Linked DNA regions of Mus musculus: region 1 is linked to region 2. A link is a contact called in public Micro-C data. All regions are on one chromosome and are shown on one strand. The core of a region is the stretch at or near the end of the contact, and the rest is flanking DNA. Distances in the headings are between cores, read along the strand shown. Region 1 overlaps Glis3 (GLIS family zinc finger 3). Region 2 overlaps Glis3 (GLIS family zinc finger 3).

Region 1 (6,275 bases), core at 1,743-4,242, 78 kb after region 2:
TGACGAATATTAGACATTCTTTCGGGAACTAGAGGATGTATTCTTTCCCGTCCTCCCTGCCGGGATAGGTAATGAGAATAAAGTAGAAAGGGGCTGAAGCTGTTCCATTCTTTTGGATTGTTCAGTTCAAACCATGCCTTTGACAACTTGGAATTGAGTCCAAAATTCAGGACATTTCAGACAATGGTGCACAGGGAACATGCCAGTGAGTGAAAGGAATAAATAGAAGAGGGATGTGAACACTCTGAAGAACCCACCTGGCACACGCAAGCTCTGAAGCAGCAAGAGAAACCAGGATCCAGAGGGAACATCTAGGTGGACAGAGAAGGCACTCGGGGCTGAGAGGAGCAGCTATGTCCTGGAAAGGGAACCAGGAGGCTATTCGGTGGAGGGGATGTAGAGTGAGAGTCAGGTAATGCCACCATCAATCACAGGAAAAAAGGAGAGACTCCAACCAAGTTCCATTACATTCCTTCTTCACTGGGAGAAAAACACAATACCTTGAATTCCCTGAAAGACAGAGGGAGGTGCCCTAGAGCCTGAGAAAGGAATCTCTGGTACCAAGAACGGCCTGCCCTCAGAGGCCGCTAGGAAACCCAAAGAAATAAGCCAGGATCTTTACCAACAGGATAGGATCCTACCTAGGAAGACCTGGTTATAGACAGGACTTATGGCTGGCACTGGATCAAAGAGCAAGGAAAGTCCAAGATGTTTCCAGGACTGCAGAATAGATCTTACCTAAACAAGGCTGTGACAAAGAAGTCAAGCAAAACTACCAAAATGACAGGCGAGTCTTTCTCTCCCAGAATTTAAGAATCCAAAAGCCACTGGGGGGAAAATTAGCATATTATAACTTCAGAACAGGCCTGGTGATTAAGTAATATATTAAGCTCTGCAGAAATCTTCATGTGGAGCTTTGCCAGGGAACACTCACAGCTGGCAGAGGGAAACCTAGAAGAAGAAAGCTGAAGGAGGCCACACCCAGCACAGAGAGGCTTCTTTTTGGGCAGCTGAGGAGGAGGCTGGGGAGAGATGTTCAGTGACATGTATATACGCATGTACAAGTGACCAGGACCATACCACATTCAAGTGTCCACCCCTGAATATTTCTCACCACAAAGGACATTATATTTAAAGAAGAGAAGAAAAGAGAGGTGTTCAAAGGTGAGTGGAGATTAAGAAAGGAGAAGAGAAGTAGAAAAGAAAGAAGAAATAACAAAGAGAGTAAGGGAAGACAGGGTTTCTTAACTCTGGTCAAACTACCTGCTTACATCATCCGTGAAAACAGGTTTTATAGCTCCATTACCCAGTGGTCATTTAGAAATGCTACATTCCATTCTTCAGTGCACCCATGGAGAATAAGGAAAAAAAAATCTCTAGTAGCATTTCTGATTCTAAGTTCCAAGACACAGTAATGCTCTCAAATTTCAATTCCTTAAGTCTCAAGCTTACAGGAAAATCAACTAAACAAAAGCCTGCCAAAACTCCAGGCTGGCTATTAAAATGTTTCGGGCAAGAGCCATAGATGGTAACCAGATCAACAGAAATGTCCTGGCTGGAAGCCTACAGATCACCAGGAGTGGGCTTTGTCTAATTCTTTGGAGAACCAGCCCCCAAGCAGAATATTTTTGGCCTGTCAAATAAAAGCCATTCCCAGAAAGCCTACAAGCTTGGAGAGATCACTTGGATTCTCAGCCCATTCTTTAGTAAACTAACACATGATCAGACCTCTAGCTTTGGGATGACCCTGAAGACACCACATGGATGGTGTTTTCCTGCCTTGCTCTCAAGACTCGCTTACACATTTTCCTCTTTTGATTACCCAAATACCTTCTGCCTTGAGCCAACTCTGCAAAATTCCTCAACAGTAATTCTATTACAGAACAGCTCTGGCCACTAGACAAGGGCCCAAGCTGGGATTCTGGCTATTTAGGCTTTATCTGGCTCTTCCTGCTGCAACTTCACCAAAACCCATGAGCTCCCTGCAGAGAGGAGGTTTGAGTCTCAGGGTTCAAGAATCCCAGCAGCATTCAGAATCACTTGTATTTATGGGCGGAGTCTGATTACACCCCGTTCCCTAGCAAGCCTGGCAGGACTCTGTTCCCCCAGACCTTTTGGGCAACTCATAGCATGGCAGAGGGGTGGGAGCTGAACCCTGAAGATCTCTACTGGGTGTCTAGGCTCCCTGCCTCTCACAGCACCAGGGAATAAAGGCGATTGTCTCAAAGCAGCCACCTATCTGTGTCTGCTCCTTCCTTGAAGGTGGGGCCTAGGGGGTCTCACACAGAAAAACTGGATAAACTGATCATCAGGCTAACAGTATGCTTAGAACCCTTCCTCATGGTGTTTTACACTGCCTAAACATTAAGCCTACCTTATAAGTACTTATGCAGTACTTAATGCATTTGGATTGAGTAACACTTCTCTGGCTAGCCAATTAATGTCTTTGTGTTCACCTTTAAAATTGGTACATTTAAGAGAAGATTGTTAAAGGTTGCTTTTGAAGCACTGAAGATAAGGCAGACTTAGAGGTTGTATGTGGAAGAGAACAAAGACTCAAACTGCAGGGAATTGCAAGGTGAACCAGGAGATGGGATTTGCATATTGCAGACAAGTCAACCAAGAGACTTTATCAAACAGCCCCAAGGACACACCACCAGGACAGTGGTGACCATGAAAATTAGACCTGGGCCCTGCAGCAACACTCTATGGGGGAGGGATTTAATTAGAAGCCATATTTACAACATTGTTAGTCCACATATCCTTTGAATACCACGAATCTACAAAACAAACAAAAATCTCATCACCAACAGGCAGGCATTTCAGAGAGGTTTCCCTAACTTTCATTCCACATTCAGCTTTGAAGTGTAAGGGGAAAAAAATTCTAATTTTTTTTCCTTTTGTCATAAAGTTTAAGGGTTTAGACTATCTATCTGCCCAAGTCCATATAAAACTCACACCATAGATGTCGCAAGACTACAGATTGTTCTGCATGCAATACCCATGGTGCATATCAGGCAGCCTCTTGGGAGGGAGGAAAATGATCCCAAACAAAGGGATTATGGTAGTTAATGAGTCAGACTTTCAGGATTGGAAATTCTGTGGAGCAAATCTTTGGAATCTCCCCATAAATCTTTGAAAGCTCCCTGGTAACAGAAAGCCACAGTCCTCTCAGCAGCACAACTGCCGATCTTCCACCATCGTGTCACAATATTGCCACACACCCTCTTAGCTCCCTGGAAACATAGTTCTGAGGTAAATGTCTGCCATACAACCGCCCAGCTCTGAAGTGAACAACTGTTCAGTTGAGACTCTTCGTGAATGTTTATGTGCCCAGCCCATGTGTAAATAAGGAGGCATTCTGAAGAAAAGGCAAAGAGAAAGGGCCATTTTACTAACTCTCTACTGTATGCCAGGTCATAGAATCTGATGTATTCACAAGAATTTCCTGATTAAAATTATGAATGACTTGGGCCCCCTGTATTAGGGAGGGCATCATGCAGCCTCAAGGGAGGTTACACGTGATGCCTAGCAGTGTGAGCTGGGACCTGGGGAAGACTGAGAAATCCCAAAGCCCCTCATTCCTCCTTCTCTACTCGGAAACCACCAAAGTTTCTAACAGGCTTCTCTTGAGTTCAAGATCTTGCCTGATGCTTCATTTGGTCAAACACGTAACAAACAAGAGTTGGGCTGGATGGTGGGTATCTCAGCAAATGCTAATGAGTTGGGATAGAGTCCTTGTCCTAAAGAAGCCTAGATACAAGGAGGCAAGCATGCCAAGAACTCAATACAAAGTGATATAAAGTAAAGGAAAGTAAAATAAATGACTGCGCAATTCTGAGATGTTACCACGTAAAAGGGGTAACTCTGGAGGTAAGTGTCAGAGTATGAATAGAAACTCTGTTATCTGGCAGTGCTAAAAGAAAGCTAGCCAAACAAAACAAAACACAAAGAAACAAAGAAACAAAAACAACAAAAATAACACCTAAGAATCACCAAGGTCTAAGGGCTGGAAAGCAAGACCATAGGAGAAAGCTGCAAGAAAGCCCCGTAAGCCATGGTGAAGAGCTACAGGGACAGAGGTCTGCACTGGGCTGCAGGCGGCTCTAGCTGAGCCTTGGATCCTACTCTGTATTAATGAACCTCTGTGTTGTGAGCCAGCAAAGGGTAAGTAAGGCCTGTACTGTGCTCTGAATAGATGTGACATTCTCACATTCTTATACTGATTGGTAGAGTTTCAGTGACCTTCAGAAGTTTATGGGGTCAGCAGAGTTTTGCTGTCATGATTGGAAGCAACACCCTCCTAACAGGGGTCTCCATGAAGAACAGGAAGAAGGCACTGAACAGCAGCATCCCTCTCATGCTGGCTTGGTCTTGATATCCCCAATCTTTAGCATGAGAAATACATAGGTTTCTGTGGTTTAGGAGCCAGTCAGTCTAGTATATTTTGTTACTGCAGCTTACAAGTAGTAAAACAGCTATAAAACTAAAATCAGACTACAGAGACCCTCTGAAGAAAACGTTATCCATGGGCTTCCTGTGATACAATGAACAACTCCATTCCAAACCACACATTTGTCTATGGCTTCACAACTGTGTTTTCAGGTCCTGTGATTTGAAATGTTTTAACTTATTACAGATACAATTATAAATTTCAATGTGTGTATCAGTCTGAACACATGAGAAAAATCCCTCATAGTCCCTGTTTGGCCCTCCAAAAACATAAGTTGGTAACCAGTAATCTACACTGTATATTCTACCATCTTTAGTAGTTTACTAGTTCTTTTAACTTGGCCATTGAGACACAATAGTGTTTGCAATCATACAAATCTATTTTACTTATGACTCCAACAGGCAAGAACATTGGGATTTACCAAACAGAAGCCATGGAATAGCTGCTTTCCCTAAAAAAAAAAGAACAAAAGTGTTTTGACTTCATAGGGTAAAAACATGTGAATGTAAGATCACCTGCTGCATTAGACCCCACCGGGGGTCTTCCGGTGATCCTCTGCATTTTAGGGGGTGCTATGTTCAGATTAAAAAACTTTTCTGCATAGTGTGCCAACAAGTCTGACATGACTAGTCTCTCTTCCTCACGCAGACCTTGTGGGAATTGAAATAAGAACCACTAGGACAGTGGTTCTCAACCTGTGGGTTGTGACCCCTTTGAGAGTCACTTGTCAGAAAACCTGCATATCAGATATTTACATTATGATTCCTAGTGGTAGCAGAATTACAGTTATGAAGTAGTAATGAAATAATGTTATGGTGGGGGGGGTTACCACCCCATGAGGAACTGTATTAAAGGGTCACAGCATCGGAGAGGCTGAGAAGCACTGCCTAGAAAGCCACATGAAGGGAAGATGATGTGGAAATCAGTAATACTGAGCATATATGATATGACTACATCTATCCACAAGACTAAGAAGGTAGCAGAGGGCAGATCCTTCCTTCAACTGTCCTCGGAGGATGCTTGCACTGCTGACACCCACACACTAGAAATAGCCTTTGTGCGGCAGGCGTTGGCTTATTGCATGTGACTTGCAGTGATGCTGACACTCAGCCCACGATAAAGTCATGAAAGCACTGTGTTTTGGTGGGTTAGCGGCTGATAATCATTTATTTACCACGCACTCTAATGATCTGCACTCGGCTGTAGGATTTACCACCCTGGGATGATGAGGGAAAACTAGCCCTTGGTGTGCCAATGAAACCTGCCAAGAGTGAGCTGAGCGCTTGTCCACTGGAGCCTCTCAGAACTGTCATTTTGTTCTTTGTCCAAGTTTTTCATAGGAACATAGTTTGAAAGATCCAGTTGTTTCTTTCAGTGTCCCGATGTCCCGCCAAACCAAATTCAATTGATTGAAATATAGCCTGCTGATGCTTTTGTAGGGCTGAAGAAGCGATGGCAACCTTCCACCTCTTTGCTGCATGGTGTAATTGGCCTGCCATAGAGAATTGGGAAATTCTAACACATTCCCCATTTGGCCGAGCTCACCAATTATTCCCCAGTTGCTATCAGAGCCGCAGACTTTCCTTTTTGGGGGTCATTAAGCTTGTCAAAACTAATTTGTCACCACAACTGCTGACCCTCATTGCTCTGACAGCAGTACAAGGATCACCCTAAATAGACTCTTGCATTTCAAGAAAGTAAATGGCTCGTCAGGACCTGCTCTGCTCTTGCTGTGGAGCTGATAGTGGCCTTCTGCCCTCAGAAGACGTGGAAACAGTATCCCTTAAGTGACGAGGGTCACAAAGCCCATGTACCAATCATT
Region 2 (6,201 bases), core at 1,238-3,737:
AAGCCACTGGAGAACTCAGAAGTAAAAATAACACAGAACATAGAGTTCTTTAACCACAGAAATTCCTTATACCAACCAAAGGCATTGCGTGAACAGTCGCTTTCTGATCAGTCACATAACATCTTCTGTCACCTTATAATCTTTTCCCATCGTGCTCCAGTTGGGAAATGAACTACTGCCCATGGCCTGTGTGTTGAGGCACTGCCCTGGCACCTCCTTGAAGTGCTCTGAGGAAGTGGGGCCTAGTGGAGGGACTTTAGGGGCAATTGGGAATATTGTCCTTTTCTGTCTCTCTACTTCCTAGGCATCAGGAGGTGAAGAGGCCCCCTCTGTCACATGTTCCCACCTGATGAGCCCAAAGCAGCATCCAGTGACTATAGGCTGAGTTCTCTGAAACCATGAGCCAAGACCAACTTTCTTCTTTTTTGTGCCCAGTCATTCTGTCAATAACAGAAACACGCCCAGCACACAAACTTGCATTGCTATCTGTGAAACTATGGTACCATTCCTATCCAGAGAACTCCTCAACTCACTGGTAACTGAGCCCCAAAGCAAGATGGAGAGAGGTGGCAACTGTTGGTCATTGCGATACAGTTTCCAGGTCCTGACACCTGAGCTGTCCACTGCCGGTATCATTTCATTTATTACACACACACATATATATAAAATGTAACAGATAATGAGATATTTGGTCCACATACTTGGTGTATGTTACTTTTAAAATGTCACCCCTGGGTAACTCAACCCACCAACAGATTATTAATAAAATTCAGCAACTGTCAGAGCTCTTCTCGGTAGAGGGAGGCTTGGCGGCGACACCTATTATGAGAGAGCGACAGATGGCCTTACCTCTCAGCGCCTGCGTCCACAGCTGTGAGTGGAGGTAACTGGGAGGAGGGGTTGTGGGGGCTCCCCTGTACATTATGTCCTGGAGAAGGGTGACTGACAGGATGTGGGGGTGGCCCAGCCCCAGCAGCTGTTCCACTTCGAGTTGAATGATTGCTGGCGAAAATGGGAGCTGAAAAATCAAGAGAGAGGCAGCATGAGCTGGTGCCCTGAAGGGGGCCCACATTTTAAACACCAAAGCTGACAGCGAGCATATTTCAGGGGCTTGTTTGTTTTTCTCTGAGTGCCTTTTTGGGAACAGTTCTCCCCTTCCTGGATACACACAGCTTTTGTTTCTATGGTGGAACAGGTTCCCTGGCTCTTGTGCCTTCACCGCCATCTCGGGAGCTCCGTCTGAACTTGCCCCAGGTTCACCTTGGCCTCTGAAGTGCTGTGTGCCCTTGCCAGCTCCCTATCTGGTCATTACAATTAATCTTGTGCTGTTTGCTTCTGAGCAAAGGTTTCTGTGTGCTCTTCAGTCACAGAGGATGTTCGTTGCATAATGGCATGTTCAGTCAGCTGACTTGCAAGGCGCTCGGCATGGCCCTTCTACCTCTTCTCGCTGTGCAGCAAGATGCTGTGGGCCAGGCCTCGGCTTTCTCTGCCATTGCCACACGTCAGCACAAAGACAACAGAAACCACCTGACTGCAGCCAACACAGGGTCCTGGACTCTGAACTAAGAGCCTGAGAGAGAGAGAGACTGCAGACATTTCCATGATGCTGTGATGAACCCTCGCTCTCATTCCAAAGAGGCCCTCATACATAGCTCTGGCTCTGTTCCCACCACTGTCCCTCACACACGGAGGGTGACTCAGAGCCTCGTTCTTGGGGCAGCCTCACCTTTGAGCACTGGAAAGGACGTCACACTTTCCTGTGTGCCCATTTACATGAGCTAATTGGTAAGACGTTGCCTGATAGCTGAGGCTTGTCACTTCCAAAGTCACTTGTATCAGAGAGGAAGGACCCTTACTGTGGGGGACCTACTTGGCAGACATCTCATTAGGCTGTAATCAGGCGACAAGATTACCAGTGATGCCCTTCACTTCCTTCTTGGTATACAACTCTGTTCTATGCCCATTTCTGCCCCTTTTAAGCTTTACTAATATCAAAGAACAAGTGGATTTTTTTTTAATTAAAGAAATCAAGTTCAGGATTAAGAAAGTCATATTATCAAAAAGATCTGAAGGTTGAAGAGTTCAGGGAGTTGTATTTTTAGACCAGTATCACTTTCACCCAACCTCACCAGGATAGAATTAAGACCCCAGATGACCCAGCCCCCAAAGGACTGATCCAATGGCATCGGAGTTCAAGGACTTACAGGAGCCTGTGAAGAGGCAAAATTACCATCTTCCCGCTCAAAAAGCTACTGACATGGGTGTGATCTCATTTGAAGGGTTTATTTTTGGTAAATCAGCATCCTGTCAGGTTCACTCCTATCCTCAGAAACCTTCAACCTTCCACAGTCCTCTAAGTCCTCAAGTGGCAGCGAGGCCAGAAAGTGCTTACCGGTTCAAAAAGTCAAGCCCAGGCTTCTCTTGTGCACGTCAGCTTCCATGAAAGTGACGCGTCTGCAAACTCGCTGGAGTCACCTTATGAATCACTGCCCTCATTTGTGCCCTGCTGGCTCAGGGAACCACAATTCTGCCTGTATTCCCCATAATAATGTGGCCCAAGGGAGAAGGTTGCTTGGATGGGCTGTAGCAATAGTTAGTTTCAACACTGGTGTTTGTCAGCATGAAGCCTGGGTTTTAAATAGTGCTCTAAAAATGAACGGGATAATAGGTCACAGAAACCTGACCGTGAAACACAGCTACCTTTAAGAAACTCTGCTTTAGGTATAGAGACAACAGCTTTCTTTTATTTTGTAATTGTGGCTGAACATACCCATCGCTTATTCATGCCTAGAGATATTTTTGTTTGTATGTGCTTACATTTATTACAAGGGAAGTGCTGCCCTTACTGTTTATAACCTCGTGGGCAACAGGGCAACTTGGTTGCACATGCGAAGTTTTCGATATGGTTCAACAGAAAATAGGGTGTTTCCCAAAAGTTTATAGTAACTGCTTGAGTTGGATTTGACAGTAGATACAATTACATAGCTAGACAATTCAGTGTCATTGATCGCCTGTCACTGAAAGTGAGGACTTGCTGAAGGACACTGCTTTTTCCCAGCCAAGTCACAACCAACACCTATCACTCATTCGTCCATCTATCCATCCATCCAACATTATTTTAAACGGTATGTCTGCTATGTATTTGGCTAGTCTACCATTTGTGTGTTTCTGTCCTCGACAGAGTTTCAGCTTGAAGACAAAGAAGCACAAGTATGCATTAATTCTATCAAAATACCAAGACTTACTAATGCAGACCTCTTAACACTGTCCCAACACTTTAACACATGAATCTGTGACTCTACTCAAGCTAGATAATTAACCACACATGGAATTTATTCCAGCAGTTTCTCCTTCAGGACTTCTGCCATGTCCTCTACCCTGACATACTTAGTTTAGAATGTTTGCCTTCCTCTCCCTTTCTCCTCTGCTGGGGACCGAACCTGGAACATGATGCATGTTAAGAAAGTGAGCTACCCTGCAGCTACAGCCATGGTCTCTTTTCAGATTCTCTAAGGAGCTGAACACTCCACAAATATTTGTGGAGTAGCTACCATATGGCAGACACAAAACTTGCTCCTGGGTTAAGCTATAAAACAAGACATAGCTTTTATTACCAACTTCATTAATTCATGTTTGCTTTTCGAATGAATAGAGACAAATAATCTAAATGCCAATAAAATCTAGCTTAGGGCTCTAATATAGAGGTAGAAATTTTATCTAACATTTTCTATTCAATTCTGATCAAAGATTGCCCCAGGGTTGTATTAATTCTCTCACATTTGTAAGCAGACACATGTCTTAACCTCAGGGCATCCAAGAGTCCTGGAGCAGAAAGCCAGAGGTATGTGGTGCAGTTGAGGAAAGGTCTTTCCAAGCTTTGTGAAGGTACAGTACGAAGGCCAGGAGGAAGTGGTGGTGCAGAGGGTGTGTGGGGCAAGCTCTCTGAGGTAACTGGCATGAAGCTGATGGCCAAAGGTAGGGTCTTCCAAGAGCTATTGGGTCACACACATGTCCACAGCCCTTTCCTTTATAACTATAGCTGGTTCATGACACTGATATGGGAAGTTCCTCTACCAGGGACCCCTTGAGAAGAAGAAAGTGAGTGGTTCAGGCTTCAATTTAAAGTCTGAATTGGAAGGCATTTGAATAGTTTCTTATATAGGGTACCATCAATCACTTGTTCTGCAAAAGAAAGCAAACCACTTGCTTCTGTCTTGAGGGAAGTAAGAGGAGGTGCTAAGAGAAGCATAGAGAGATTATGACTTAGCTGAAAGAAAGATATTATTAATCACTGTCTACAGAGAATAGCCTGTCTGCAGCATCCAGCTTATAATTGCTCGTTGTAGGCACTACCTGTGACCAAAATAATGAAATGAAATTGACGATAAGTAATAAAGACACAAGCATGTCTTTCTAATATACATCCAAAGGACGACTGTCTGGAGTCAGCTAGGTATGGCTGCAGCGGGACTCTCCTTGGCCTTTATCAAAGAAACGGTTATCACGGCTCAGAAAAATGTCTTTGCTATCTACAGTGACTTCTAGGAACACCTAACCTCATCAAGACATATATCTAGAATATACTTTTAAGTACTATAGGCTCCAAGTATGACTTCTTCACTCATAGGACGACAGTATTCCACTACTTTATTAATATTTTAAGTTTGAATACCTCCCAGCTTTTCATAGACCTGTCTGCTTCTGTATTTACTTACTGACAAATGCACAGGCTTTGCCAAGGTATTTCCAATCTTAGGAAGAAAATCTCCATGTTGGAGAGGAACTGTAAGGTTATTCACAAAAGAAAAAAATTATTTCTGTACTTACTCAAAATTATTTCCACAGTTCGACCACTGGAGTGTACAATGTGGCCCACCGATCAAAGCCTCAAGAGAACGGATCCCCTCCAGAAGTCAGACAATATTAACAAAACTGTTGAGACCACATCAACCGGACACAGACTGCCCCTGGGGGCAGCTTTCATTGTTGAGTCACCTTGGGGGTCAGTGCTGTCTCCAAAGCTTGAAGGGGGCTTTTCTGTGAACTTCCAGACACTGCTGGTGATTGGCAACTGGAACAACTGATTAGGCACAGCACAGAACAAACTAGAAGCCCTTATTGCTTTTGTGATTAAGTGGTGGTGACCTTCCCCAAGGAAACAAAGCCTGCTGAAGCAATGAATGCATGAACTCTGCCTGCTGCCCAGAGCCAGAAGCCCTCTTCCCTACTGCTGGGGACTCTTTTTCACAGGGCCTGGCTTATGGCTGACCTCGACCCTGTCTCCAACAGTAATGGGCAGAGGTGGCTCTGTGATCCATGTGGCTCTCAGGCCCTCAGGGATGGTGAAGTCTAGGCTGCCACCTTAAACTATTTCATTTAATCAGGGTCAACCAGCATCTTTATGTCCAAATAATGACTATTAATGTATTATTTCTAATGGACAGGACACCTTTGGAGATACTTCACCTGTGAGGTATTTACTACACAAACAGAGGATGCAAGGAGTACTTTAGGAACCACAAATAAAGACTACTTGCCTTGGGCCAATCTAAGGTCTGTTGTAGGCACCTACCCATGTCACTTCCTGACTGTTTTCATCATTCAGAGTATAGGGACAAAGACTTTTCTGTCAGTCTGAGGCACACAAAATTAGCTAGCACAGACAGGCCTCAGAGAGTAAGCCTGTAATCCTAACTAATAGGGATAATAAAGTAAGAAATCTCAAGTTCATGGCCTGCCTGGACAGTTTAGTGAGACTGTCTGAAACAAAGGTCAAGAGGAAGGCAAGGATCTAGCTCAGTGGGCAAGTCCTTGCCTGGTAACTGCAAAACTGGGTGCAATTCACAGTCCAGCAAAGAATAGCTAGTATGTTTTCTTGTTCAAAAATGATGGGAAGCTACACTTGTTCTCTGAAAATCTGATAACCCAAAAGAGTTACAGAGTAGAGACACTCACAGTGAGAATGTTAAAAATAACACTCTCGGTTTCTGTCCATTCTCAGCCCTGATGAGGGAAAACGTCCAGTTCTGAAATTTAATTCCGACAAGAAACGAACTGAACTGTTCAGTTTGGAATACAAATCGCTGGTAAGAAATGTGCTTCCCCCCCCCCCCAAGTAAAGATTTCAGATCCACGTCAGAGGCGTATTGATCCACAGGTAAGGAAGGGAGTGAGGCCTGCAGGGGGACTGGCGAGCAGGCA

Evidence for each region. Hi-C and Micro-C count contacts between places; a contact is called where the count stands out from the background.
Region 1: a Micro-C map of brown adipocytes shows a contact between it and region 2, with 2.8 times the contacts expected there. A contact is called at or near these places in 1 of 39 promoter capture datasets (the 3T3-L1 cell line), 7 of 484 Hi-C or Micro-C datasets (adipose-derived mesenchymal stem cells, brain, brown adipocytes and 3 more), 3 of 130 datasets of targeted methods (embryonic fibroblasts, embryonic stem cells and pancreatic cancer cells) and 1 of 9 other capture datasets (adipose tissue).

The regions. Positions count from the first base shown.
Region 1 is chr19:28,375,014-28,381,288 of GRCm38.p6, forward strand. The region is part of intron 4 of Glis3 (GLIS family zinc finger 3); the gene reads right to left. Among named protein-coding and RNA genes, the nearest start is that of Gm35866, 14 kb to the left of the region's middle.
Region 2 is chr19:28,297,929-28,304,129 of GRCm38.p6, forward strand. It overlaps Glis3 (GLIS family zinc finger 3), which reads right to left. Exons shown (of 11, transcript NM_175459.6): 8 at 850-1,018. Among named protein-coding and RNA genes, the nearest start is that of Gm35866, 63 kb to the right of the region's middle.